Linked DNA regions of Sus scrofa: regions 2 and 3 are each linked to region 1. A link is a contact called in public HiChIP or PLAC-seq data. All regions are on one chromosome and are shown on one strand. Each heading gives the region's core, a stretch centred on a gene start, on an enhancer-like site or on the middle of the called end of the contact. The rest is flanking DNA. Distances are from core to core; before and after follow the strand shown.

Region 1 (4,113 bases), core at 856-3,355:
TAAGATCTCCTGATGGGGTGTATCAGGTAGCTGTTGCTACTACAGTATGTTCTATAACAAATAACTCAGTGCATGCAAAAATACACACTTATTTAACTCATGAGCAGGCATGTTGACCAATTTGGGATGGACTTAGCTGGGCAGTTCTTCTGGTCTTCTCTGGACTCACTCATAGGTGCACTGGTTGCCTGGGCTTGGAGAGTGGGGCAAGTCCATTCTTCTCCATCTGATTCTTATCCTCCAACATACTAGCCTGGACATATTTTCATGATCACTGCCTTTTTAAAGCATTGCCATGTAGATCATAGCAAAAACACTGCCCTAGCATTTTTTATTCTATTTATATGGTTCAGAGAAATGACATTAACTTTCTCTAGGCTTTAGCTGGAGTTTATGTGGGCAGATTCCTAGTCATTCTGAGTTTTCTTATTCACCAGATTGACCTAAGGAAAGCAATCACACAGGGAGAGTATGAAATCCTACCTCAAACTTCCTAAAATTCATCAATCTGATATCTAATACGGTTTCTTTTCTTAAATGTGGTACCAAGGTGATAGTTGCAAAAGGAAAGTAACTATATGTAACAAACTGAAACTATTTTAAACAATATATTTAAATTTTAAAATGTGGTGAAATATGTTGACATTTTCAGAAGATTGTGGAAAACTCCACAAAATGTGTACCATGAAAGAGCTTTGATGCTTTTCTACATCATGCCCCTATGCTGACTTACTGTCCTTTGAGGTTTCTAGCACTGTGTGCACACTTCCCTTCTTTATGACAACTTGTGGCTAGCACAGTAATGGCCCCAAAGATGTTAACAGCCTAATCTCTGGAAGCTGTGAATATGTCCAATAACATGGCAAAGGGAATAAATTTTGCAAATGGAATTAAAGGCCTTTCGTCCTGAGGGGTCCTTAGAAATGGATGATGGGGCTAGAAGAAATCTTTGGAGTGATACAATTTGAGTAAAAACGCCATAGCCTTTGCTGGCTTTGAACATGGCAGAAGGGGAGCACAAGCCAAGGAATGAGGGTAGCCTTTAGAAGCTGGAAAAGTAAAGACATGGTTTCTCCTTAGAGATCTTGCAAGGAAAGCACACATATTGACACCTTGATTTTAGCCAAGTGGGATTCATGACAGCCTTCTTATTTATAGCAATGTAAGATAATAATAATAAATTTTCAGCGCTTTTCAGTAATTGTTTCTGGTAAGTTTTGCAGCAACAATAGAAAACAAATACATTATTATATTGATATTATTTGTTTATGTGTCTATTCTCTCCTCTAGACAATAAATTTCTCAAAGGCAACAATGTTGTCATATAAAAAAAAAAACCTAAAAACTTAGCACTATTCTACATTAAAGAAATAAAATTTACTGTCGAACCTTGGAGAGGTCTAGTATTTACTCAGTGTGAACACTATATATGACTAGTCCTGCCCTAATTATTAGGCTCTGAATTTTTTTTACTCCCTAGGAACACTGTTTAACCTTACTGAATCTTAAGTTTCTCATCTGTACAAGGAGTTCAAGGGCCAGATCAGGTTTGCCATATTTTTCTGAGAGTCCAAATGGAACTACTCAGTTCTGCCAACTGAACACAAAGGCAGCCATAGGCGATAAGTGAATTAATGACTATAGCTGTTTTCCAATAAAACTTTATTTATAAAACAGGAGATGGTCTGCATTTGGCCATTGTTTGCTGACCCTATACTAGCAGAACCTCCTATTCCATTCTGATTCCTTTCTAATCTGATACTTTTGTGAGTTTATATAGAGTTAGTGCCATTAGTGCCGTTAGTGTCAGCTAAGCCATGGAAGTGTCAGTGGGACTTGGTGAAGTAACTCAAGTAATGAGATGGGTCTGTTTGTAAGAAGAAGCAAGATATTGCCGAATCAAGGGCCAGGAAGGGAACTGCCATCATGTCCCTGGCAAACAGACCTGGGACAAATGCTCTTAAGGATGAGACATAAGGAGAACCTTGAATGCCAAGGCTGAGCTCACTGAACTTGAAACTCAGAGAAGTGGAACTACTGTTGCAGGAATAAAAGGGAGCCATAAATCCTTTGCCCTCTGGAATGAAAGGCCTTCCGAGGCAGCTGGCCAAATGAAGCAGGAGGAGGGGGTGAGGTTTGCACTCAGCTAAATTATGTCTTTGGGCAGCCAGACCAGGTCTGCTAAAATAACAAGGTGCTTGAACTTCTGCCCAGAATACGTCATCAAACTTTGCATTTGGGACAGTCTTCTATCACATGACTTCCTAATCTGAGCAAGGGAAGAAAGCAGAGTGAATGAAATACAAAGAATGAGGTTTTTCTTGGAGTGCCTCCCTGGAGACAAAACTTGACTTTTCAGGAGATTACTTTTTGAATTCTCTGTTCTAATTAAACAAACAAACAAAATATAAGTTCATGGATCTAACAGATTTTGCAGCATCTAATAAGATTTTGGAGGCCTTTTGAAGTTTGCTCATGATGTGAGACTTGCCCATTGCAGGTATTGGGTGTGGGTTTATAGGTAAACATGGGCCAAGAAGAGCCCATCCAGAACTAAGAAAAGGCACAGGGATTTGAGGATGTCCTTGTTTGTCTGACTGCCTGGTTGTGGTGGTTGTTTTGCCTTAGCTATTTTGCTGAGTTTTCGGGACAAAACCAAACTGTTTGATTGCTTCATCACAATAGCTTGTTTAGGTCTTACAAATTGTTCAAGATCAGTTTGTCCATAATAAAAGTGACCTAGTAATATCCCCAGACCCAGTCACAGAAGCACTTGATGTGCCAAGTTAGTGCCACCTCAGGGCTCTTTATGTGGTCCCTCTCCAAGATTTCTAAACATTCCAGAGAAAGCACAATGCTTGTTTATTTGGCTGCTAGGTCTTCATTTTGCTTTTGTTTTAGTTACACTCCTATGCCTCTCTCTCCCTTTCCCTCCCCCTCCCTCTTTCTCTCATTATATATACACTTATTTTTACATTGAGAGCCACTCAGATTTTCCCTTTAAGGAATAATTTAAATTGGTTAGGATTCAACTTATGGTTGTCAAGAATCCATGCATATACCCACTTGGAAGATATTTTCTTACCTCTTCTCCATCTCAACTCTCTGAGGCATGGGAAGAGGTGCTTTGGGACTGGAGTGATGAATTGTACATGGTATGTGCCCTCAAGGAACACTTTGTGCAGGTAAATGGCTACTGTATTCTCAATAAGATGTATGGTGAACATGCCCTAGCAGGGCTCCAGAGGGTGAGAGTTGGGAAGGTTCTTTTGTTGGGGGCAGCCAAGGGAGGCTTTGTAGGGTTGGCAGGTGACCTGGGCCTCTGAGAACAGTTAGGGGTGTGAAATGAAGACGTGGTGGAGAGGAAGGTCCTGATACAGGGAAAATCCTGAGCAAGTTCTTGGAGTCAAGGAAGGTAGTCAGACAGACGACTGGGTAAATGGCTTAGCAAAGTGAGCATTCTGAAGTGGAGAACTTGCAGAGCTTCTGTTTGCAGCAGTGATCTCAAAAAATGCATAATCACCAGAGCACTCTAGGAGGGTATATGGTAGAACTTGTCAGCTTGCTCCATTTTCTCATAAGAAGCCCACCTTGTTTGGGGATTCTGACCGTACAGGAGGAGGTCCTATTGGATCCTGGGAAGCCTGGAGCAGGAGCTTTACCAAGCCTCTAGTATTCCCAACCCATCCTTCTCTAAAATTCCAGCACTGTTGCCATCCACTCAGTTGGCCATATATGTGAGGGTTTATTTCTAGATTCTCTATTCTGTTTTACTGGTCTTTATGCCTGTTCTTACGCCAGCACCACACTGTTTTAATTACTGTAACTTTGTGGTGAGTTTTGAAACCAGGAAGGGAGAGTCCTCCAACTCTGTCTGTTTTGTTTCCAAAAATTGTTTTGGTTATTTGGGGGGCCAATGGAAGTTTTCAGTCTGGCAACAGTGTATATGATTTGTTGGAATGAACTAGATTGGGAAGAATGGAAACCATTTAGGCTGTTTCATAAATCTATGTATGAGGTAATATTTTTGTGGCAGTAAAACTGGAGAGTGGTAAATGGATTTGAAAATTTTGGAATAATTTAATGTGGCTTGCTATATTCAGGGTGAATGAA
Region 2 (4,113 bases), core at 638-3,137, 490 kb before region 1:
TGTGTTTTTGTCTTCTGATTCATTCATTATTACACAAGTGTTTTTCTGAGGACCGAACTGTGCTAAGGACTGAGGGGACTCAAACACGCCTTGATTCCCTGATTTTGAAAGCTGGAGAAGGTGGGGGGTGGGGGAGGCACACTGTCAGAAGACTCCAGTGAAGTGTCATGCCAGCAGAGAGAGGCACAGCTGTGTGTCTAGGGGTGTCGAGGTATGAGAGTAGGAAAAGGAACATGTGCAAACAACTCAAGGGCCATATGTTTGGGGAAGACCAGCAGGGGTGGGTGGTCTGGACTGAGGGGAAAACGCAGGATAAGAAGAGGCCAAAGTTCAAGCCAGAAATCTGGGGCCGGTGTATGAAAGACTCTGAGGCTGTGCTAATGTGCTAGTTTCTTCCCCCAGTCAGCCCAGTTGGAGGTGGTGCCTTGGATAATTTTGCAGAGCCTCGGCTTCCCCTGCTGTGAGACGGAAGCCATGGATGTTGCCCGTGAGGGACCCGAGGGAAGGTGGGGCAGGGGGAGCGGTGGCAGAACGTGCTGCGCAGCTCCAGGGGAGTATGTGAAGGGGATGCGAATCACAGATATTTATAATTGCAGCAAACTGAGACTGCGGGCCACCAAGCACTTCCTCTGGAAATCCTGAAAATCTGCCGCCATGGGGCTGTGCCCAGATCCCAGCTGGAGGTAGACTTCTCTCTTCTCAGCTCCTGCCAGGCTGGTCTTCTTACAACAAACTCTAGATCCTTCCTTAATTCTACCTAGGAGGATAGGAGACAGCTCCCCACCCTCCTGCCCTCCCTTTTAAAGAACCCCCACACCAAGCCCTAAACTCCCAGGTCACGGCAAGCTCCCTTTTAGTCCTCAGTGCCTCATCAGGCAGTCCTGTCAAGACCAGACCCCAGAGCTGAGAAGCAGCTTGGGAAATATAATCCAATTTCCACTAGTCACCTAACATGGCCCCTCATTTATGGATCCAGCCGACGCCAGGCTTGTGCTGGGCATCTGGGGAGCTAATGGAAAGGCTGGGCAGGGGCTGACCTCAGAAGGAGAGAGGGAAAAAGACCAGCCGCAGAATTTCCTCTTCTACCAAAGAATGGGAAAGATCACATTGATTCCCACCTTTTCTTCTTTCTTTAAATACAAATGGAGCTTCTTTTTCAAATGTTATCTTTTAAGGGACCCCATCTATACAACTGGAAAGCACCTATCCCTCAGGTACTTCACAGGGATCCTATAACCGTGCTTCTCAAACTTTAATGCACGTGTGAATCCACAGTGGATCTGGTTAAAAGGCAGATTCAGATCTAGAGGTCTGTGGTGGGATCAGACGTCTGTATTTCTATCAAGCTCCTGGTTGCTGTCAATGCTGGTGGTCCATGGACCACATTTTAAATAGCAACCATTTAGAGCTCTAAGGATTATTGTTTGAAAACCATTCCTCTTTAGGATTGAGAGCTAGTGGGTCTCCCCACTCCCCATCCCTGAATAAATCAAACCAAGTCTCCTGGATTAGTGTCTCCTTCTCTGCTTGAAGTCAGCTTCAGCAGTTAACTCCACACCAAAGTCCTCGGATCACCTCCTTACCTCCTTCTGGCTGGAGGTATCTGTCACCTCCACAAGGCAGGCTGGGAAAATTCCTGAGAGGCTTGGCCACGAGGAAGAGCTTTAAGGTGTGGCCTTCACTCTAACAGGAAAAGTACAAAAAGTTCAGGTTAATCTTCTTCACAGACAGACAGACTAACAGACAGAGAGAAAGATCAAGCCACCGTTCCCACTGGCTTTGAAAAGGATAGCACCTTGTCCCTGTCCTCCCCTCACCCCAGCTGATGAATGATGGGAGTCATTCCCCCTCACACTCTGCCTTCCAGGCCCATCCCCTTCAGGACTGAGATGCTCCCACTGAGGTCAAAGGTATTTTTAGCTCTGTTCGTGTGGGCCCATGCTTGGCCAGTACCCCCTGGACATTCATCTTGGATTCCACAAATGCCAGGTCTCCTAATCCAGGAGGCACAGAGGCAACAGGGGAATCTGAATGCACTGGAAAATGCAAGACATGGCCTTTTGAGGATTTTGTCCACATGCCATGTCTGATAAAGCAACAGTAACACCTAATGCTCAGAAAATGCTTCAGCATTCAGAGTACTTCCACTGGCCTGGCCTCATTTCATCTGCCCAAGAGGCTCATGAGAAAGACAAGACAAAAGAGCTATTCTTACTCTACTTAATGGAAGAGCCAAGTGACTAGCAGGGCAGAGCTAGTAAGTGGCAAACTTGGGTTTTCTGCTTCCAAGTCCAAGCCCAGTACTCTTTCCCATATTCCTGGGAAACCCAGTCTTTTGCTTTTTCTTTAGCTTTGTTTTGGTTTTTGGTTAAACCCTGCAAGAAGTTTAACCTTCTCCAACAGAACTTCATGTTAAAAGCCGGGATCATCCATGCTTTTAAGAAATGGAAGACTAGATATAAGGAAGAAAGAGGCAGTAGATATCAATGGTCCAAGAGGAAGGAGAGGATACACTCAAAATAAGGTGACCAAAGAGAGATTAATTTAAGTATAATTCATAAAGGTTGAGCCAAGGTCAAGGAAAACCAAGAGACAGGGAGGCACCCTGAGGCTAACAATAACCTGGAGCTGTTACTGGTCCTTGGGATGAAAGGGCAAAAGGAGAGATTACCAGAATGTAGCAGAAAAGTAGGCAGTGCTGGGGAGCTGGCAGGGGGCTGCCCAGCTGGAACTGTGGCTTCTGACACTTTGGATGCACCCAACCATTGCCAAGCTACAGCAGGCAGGTAGGGGGCTAGGAAGGAGCCATCCTCACATCTCCTTCTCCCACCCTCCCACCACCTAATCGGTGCCAGGCTGAATCCAACCAGAAGGCAGAGGGCAGGGGAACCTACTGGTCTTCACAAAGGTCAACCTCTTGGAGGTGGGAAACAAGAAGGAAGGAGTGTGAATGTTGCAGGTGAGACAGAAAATGCCCGGCCCAGATTTGCTGGCACCTGCCAGGGGCAGGAAGTTGGTTGAGGGAGGCACAGTCCAGAGTCTGAGGGGGTAGGATTTGAGGGGGGAGTCATAGCCCCCTCTCAGAGTAAAAGACACCCCAGAGCCTAGCTGCAGCTCTCCAAGAACGAATCTGGCCCTGGTCTCAGGGGAGCACAAGAAAAACCAGATCAAGAGCTCCCGAGAGACATCACTAACCCCACAGAAGGGTTGGCCATCCTGGAGCCTGGGTTTAAATCCCAGTTCCTTCATTTTTCTCTGGGTGACTCCAGACCATTCATTTAATCTCTCTGAGTCTCTGCGTCCCTGTCTGTGAAATGAGTATAATAATAACAACCCCTGGGCTGCCTGTCTCAGGACTGGCCAGCATTCCACAAACTGGGGAGAATGCTGTGGATTCCAAGTGGCCTCAACTACCTAAATCTCATGTACTCTCTGCAAAACATGCTCCCAGTACCAGATTTGAGGAAGGTTAAAGCCAAGGGAGCTCTAGACTCACCTCATCAGCCTTCTCTCATCTGATAAGAAGACACTGAGAAAGAGTTCCCACACCCACAGTGGGTAGCAGAGCTGGAGGACACAGGTCTCCTCTCACAGGCCCATAGTGCCTTCCAACCTGCTTTTCACGTGACAATCAAGTGAGATAAAGGAACAGAAAGTGTGTTGTCCATCGTATACTGACAGTTTTTATAATTAATAACAATATCTCCCCTACAAACCTCTCCAGGCCTGAAGATTCCCATCATTAATTATATCTTTAAGGGCCCAGCAAAATGTGACATTTTATCAGGACAAAGCACATGAATGCCCAAGTGCACGTCAGCAGGTATGTTCATCACAGTAGCTAAGGACAAACATCACTTAGTGGAGGACAGGATCGTGAAGGCAAAGGACACAGGACAGGTAAGCTGTGATGGGCAGGAACTGGCTGTGAGGAACAGACTTGAGATGCTCCCTATTCAGGAAGGAACGCTCGAGTGGGGTCATAAGAGGCTGAGGGCTTAGTCCCACCCCTAATTGGCTAGACGAGGCAAGCCCAGCCCAGCGAGGCAGAAGGGTCTGTCTGCCAAGGCTTCCCCAAGAGCTGGCACAACCGGACTCTGCTCTCAAGATCAT
Region 3 (4,113 bases), core at 752-3,251, 310 kb after region 1:
AGCTATGGCTTAGGTTGCAACTTCAGCTCAGATTCAATCTCTGGCCCAGGAACTACCATATGCTATAGGTGTAGTCAAATTTAAAAAAGAAAAAAAAAATTTTCCTTTGCCTTAAATAAAGAAATTGACCTATTGGGATATGTAGAACTTGATTTAAAAAATAAATATGCCAGGAGTTCCTGTCGTGGCTCAGTGGTTAACGAATCCGACTAGGAACCATGAGGTTGCAGGTTCGGTCCCTGCCCTTGCTCAGTGAGTTAACGATCCGGCGTTGCCTTGAGCTGTGGTGTAGGTTGCAGACGTGGCTTGGATCCTGCATTGCTGTGGCTCTGGCGTAGGCCGGGGGCTACAGCTCTGATTCGACCTCTAGCCTGGGAACCTCCATATGCTGCGGGAGTGGCCCAAAGAAATAACAAAAAGACAAAAAAAAAAAAAAAAGATAAATATGCCATAACAAAAATAAGATTCAGAGTTACAATACATGTTTTAAAGTTGAAGGAAAATTTTATAACCCATTTCACAATCCTAGTAGAGTAAGTTTGCATATTGGATTTTATTGTCTTCTACCTATTTTAAGCAGAAGCGAGATTTATGAAATTTTTCACCTCCATCCAGGTGTAACTTACTTCTTTGTACCTTTAGCAGTTAGCACTGTCTTGGTCTATAGATGATGTCCATTAGTTGTTTTGAATTAAGGAACAATAATAATAATAACATTTAATGTTTTCCAGTTTATAAAACATTTCCAATGTAAATGTGAGCTTTGTTGTACAGGGTTTTTTGTTGTTGTTGTTTGTATTTTGTTGTTATTGTCTAATAGGAAATCAAGGCTCAGAAAGCATAAGGGGCTTGCCCAAAAACACAGCTGGTTAGAGGAATTTTTTTTTTTTTTTTTGGTCTTTCTGTCTTTTTAGGGCCGCACCTGCGGCATATGCAGGTTCCCAGGCTAGGGGTCCAATCGGAACTGTAGCCACTGGCCTATGCCAGAGCCACAGCAACACAGGATCTGAGCCGTGTCTGCGACCTACACCACAGCTCACAGCAATGCCGGATCCTTAACACACTGAGCGGAGGCCAGGAATTGAACCCTCAACCTCATGGATGCTAGTCAGGTTCACTAACTACTGAGCAATAACAGGAACCCCGGTTAGAGGATTTGAATGTAAGACTTTGTGGCTCTAAACTTTGTCATTTAAACTGGAGCATCTGTTAGTTGCTTATCACATCCTTGATTTCTGCCGGGGTAGAAGGTATTTTTAAATTTTGTAGGGAAGGGAGAGCTTTGATTTCTATACCCTTGTCAGAGGTATTTTTCAAATTCAAGGACTTTTGGTAAATTTGAAAGCAATTCTTTGCATTTCTAGGAGCTGGATTAGAGCAGTATTTCTTTGGAGCATTGCAATTTATTTCTCCAAAATGAATCTGCAGTAGGTGTGGAAATGGGTATCTGTGAGGACCAGAACTTAGGCAGCAAATGAAACCTCTTGACGGGTTCCCAGCAACAGGCTTATTTTGTATCCAAGTCTAGAAGCACAAGCGGGAGAAAGGAGGCTTTGGTGAAGTCAATGATGTCCCCACATCATCTGTAAGGTCAGAGAAAGAGCTCAAGCTCCGAGTTCCTAGTCTCCAGACAGATTCTCCAGCCACTTGGACAGAGTCCTATAGAGGTCTAGGCTTTTGGTAAAAGTCCACCGCTTCTACCTGTTTCTCCCTTCTAGTGATTAAACCTTGTCCTCACTGCCTCCCTGAGCTCACCACCATTGCTCCACATCCATCCCACCTCAGTGTTGCTTGGGTGCCTTCCGTCACATCATTCTGTTTCTGGATCCATATCTTTATCAAAGGGGACCCATTTGTTTCTTTCAGAAATGCTCCTAAAAATTTTCCCGTATTTGACTAAGTGTCCCAGTCATAAAGCCCTTTCCAGTAATCCCAGTACTGGGCAACCAGTTCCAGTAATGGAGGAGACACTTCCAGCTGTTAAGCAATGGTCATCCTTCCAAAGGAGATTGAGCAATCCCTTTTTTTCAAGTTATATTTAAAGCATGACTCCAGAAAGGCTGGAAGGCTCTCTGGATTCTGACAGTGCTGTAGAGCTTTTAGGGGAAAGGGCTGTGAAACTGGTCCTGGATAGAACTCTCAGAGAGAGGTAAACAAGGTTTTCACTTTCTTCATTATGTAAAATCACTTTAACAGTACTTATCAAGGTTTTGTGAAAATTAAATAGAAATTTTTGAGACAGTGGCTGCTGCCATTCATGAAACATAGTCAGCCCTCAGCAATATGTATTTCATTAAAAGGAAGGTAGGCACTTGAGAGCTATCCAAAGAGACTGACTCACTGTGTTAAACAGGAGCATCTGGCCACTGGAAGGAAAGGAGCAGCAGAAGGACTCCTGTCAAGGAAAGGGGAGTGGAGATTGTGACCTATACCAGTCTTTTCAGCATGAAAGTGGAACCCAGGAAAAGGACCTAGTTATCCATAAACCCAGGGCATGCTTACACCAACAGCCCACATGGTGTATCCTGTCTTCCATGTGCCCTGGATGGAAATAATATGGTAATACCAGCCAATGCCTTTTGCATTTAAAGGGTGCTTAGCTTTTCCATGCAATTGCAAATTCACATCAGGAAATATCAAGATGAAAAATCCAAACTCACTTTCTCGTGACATTCAGGACCATTCTTGTCACTTGGCTCAGTTTCCATGTACCTGAATTGAAGGCTGCAAGGCAGTATACAGACATTGAATCAAAGAGAAATCAATTTGAACCCAGACTCCATTACTCTATACATTTATTCAGTTCTCTAAAGCAAGTGTATAAAACGAGGTTGATAGTACTTACTGTGTTGGACTCTTGGGAAGATTAAATGAGTTCAGGTAGGTGTCAAGCACAGTGTCTGCCTCCTAATAGATGTTTAATAAATGCTAGCTGTACTATTACTGAGATTCACTCTGAAGACATTTATCATCCCTTACCTCCTCTGGAAAATAGATTATATAAATATATCATAAGAATTTACATCATAACGTCTTTCTTCAGTCTTTTGCTTTTCTCTTCTGTCACTGTCTCCTGGCAAGGCTGTAATCTCAATGAGCCCACCCACTTGTGTTTTGCTCACCCACCAAAGCAGTTGAACATTGCAGGAGAAAAGCACAGAGCCAGGAATATTGATATCGTGATAAATTGTGACCAACTTTGACCCCAATCACAGCCTACATTCTTACACACTGCTCTCAGCTGTTACCTACAGCCTCCACTCTACCCCAGTTTCTGACTGCCCTCCACCCCCACTCCCTCCTCCAGGGACGACTGCCTCATTCTCCACAGTGAGAATGAAAGGCACAGGGTGACACTCCCTCAGCTTGTGCCGTCAAATTTACTCCTGTCCTCTCCATTCCTTCTGTTAGAGTAGCAGAAGAGCCCGTCAGCTTATCAAATGCCAATTAGTGTAAACGTACTCTGGGTCTAAAGGTGTTCTGATCCTGTTTCCCCTGTCTTCTCAGGACCCTCACTCCATAGGTCATCCATTCTTCATCCTGAATCTTCTAGCTATTCTGGATTGGATGCTTCTCATCAATGCCCATTTGTGTTCCAGCGTGGCATTTATTTCCCCTCCATTGACTCTATGCATTATCTAGCAGTTGCATTATCTCTTCTTCAAAGCCAGACTCTAGAAAGTTTTTCATTATATACAGTGCCTCCTTTTCCTTACCTCATATTCAGGCTTTCTTCCTGCCTGGCTTTTCTCTCTAGCACTCCTATCCTGGCTGAGGACATCTGTGACTTGGGACTTACATGTTTTCAAAATGAGGGTCAATATCATTGTTCATCTGACCTGACATCTCAACGAGGGGTTGGACATTTCATCTTTAAAAGGTTATCTTCCCAGCTTCCCTGGTATCTCTAGGTTTCTGATCTTTTTATTTATCTGCTTTGTAGATTTTTGTTGTTGTTATCTTGTTCCTTCCTCCATGTCCCCTAAATTGTCTAGCTTTTCTTGGCTACTTTTCTCCCTCAGTTCTCTCTGTAGTCAAAAGAGCCCTCATAAGTGTCCAGGTACCATCAGTATACTGACATGTCTTAAATACGAACCTTGATGGTGTTGTTGA

Evidence for each region. HiChIP or PLAC-seq counts read pairs in DNA pulled down with a chosen protein or histone mark.
Region 2: an H3K27ac HiChIP or PLAC-seq map of skeletal muscle shows a contact between it and region 1. The contact joins two enhancer-like sites.
Region 3: an H3K27ac HiChIP or PLAC-seq map of skeletal muscle shows a contact between it and region 1, with 4 times the contacts expected there. The contact joins two enhancer-like sites. A contact is called at or near these places in 2 of 2 datasets of contacts at active chromatin or transcription factors (alveolar macrophages and skeletal muscle).

Annotation. Positions count from the first base shown.
Region 1 is chr13:126,066,951-126,071,063 of Sscrofa11.1, forward strand. The region is part of intron 3 of LPP (lipoma-preferred partner); the gene reads left to right. Among named protein-coding and RNA genes, the nearest start is that of MIR28, 210 kb to the right of the region's middle. Within about 2 kb of position 2,106, at least 10 of the 83 cell types and tissues checked have an H3K27ac peak or open chromatin away from gene starts, as enhancers often do. A contact at or near this core is called in skeletal muscle, where this site is marked.
Region 2 is chr13:125,578,579-125,582,691 of Sscrofa11.1, forward strand. No RefSeq gene overlaps it. Among named protein-coding and RNA genes, the nearest start is that of BCL6, 190 kb to the left of the region's middle. Within about 2 kb of position 1,888, at least 3 of the 83 cell types and tissues checked have an H3K27ac peak or open chromatin away from gene starts, as enhancers often do. A contact at or near this core is called in skeletal muscle, where this site is marked.
Region 3 is chr13:126,377,035-126,381,147 of Sscrofa11.1, forward strand. All of the region lies in intron 8 of LPP (lipoma-preferred partner), which reads left to right. Among named protein-coding and RNA genes, the nearest start is that of MIR28, 97 kb to the left of the region's middle. Within about 2 kb of position 2,002, at least 9 of the 83 cell types and tissues checked have an H3K27ac peak or open chromatin away from gene starts, as enhancers often do. A contact at or near this core is called in skeletal muscle, where this site is marked.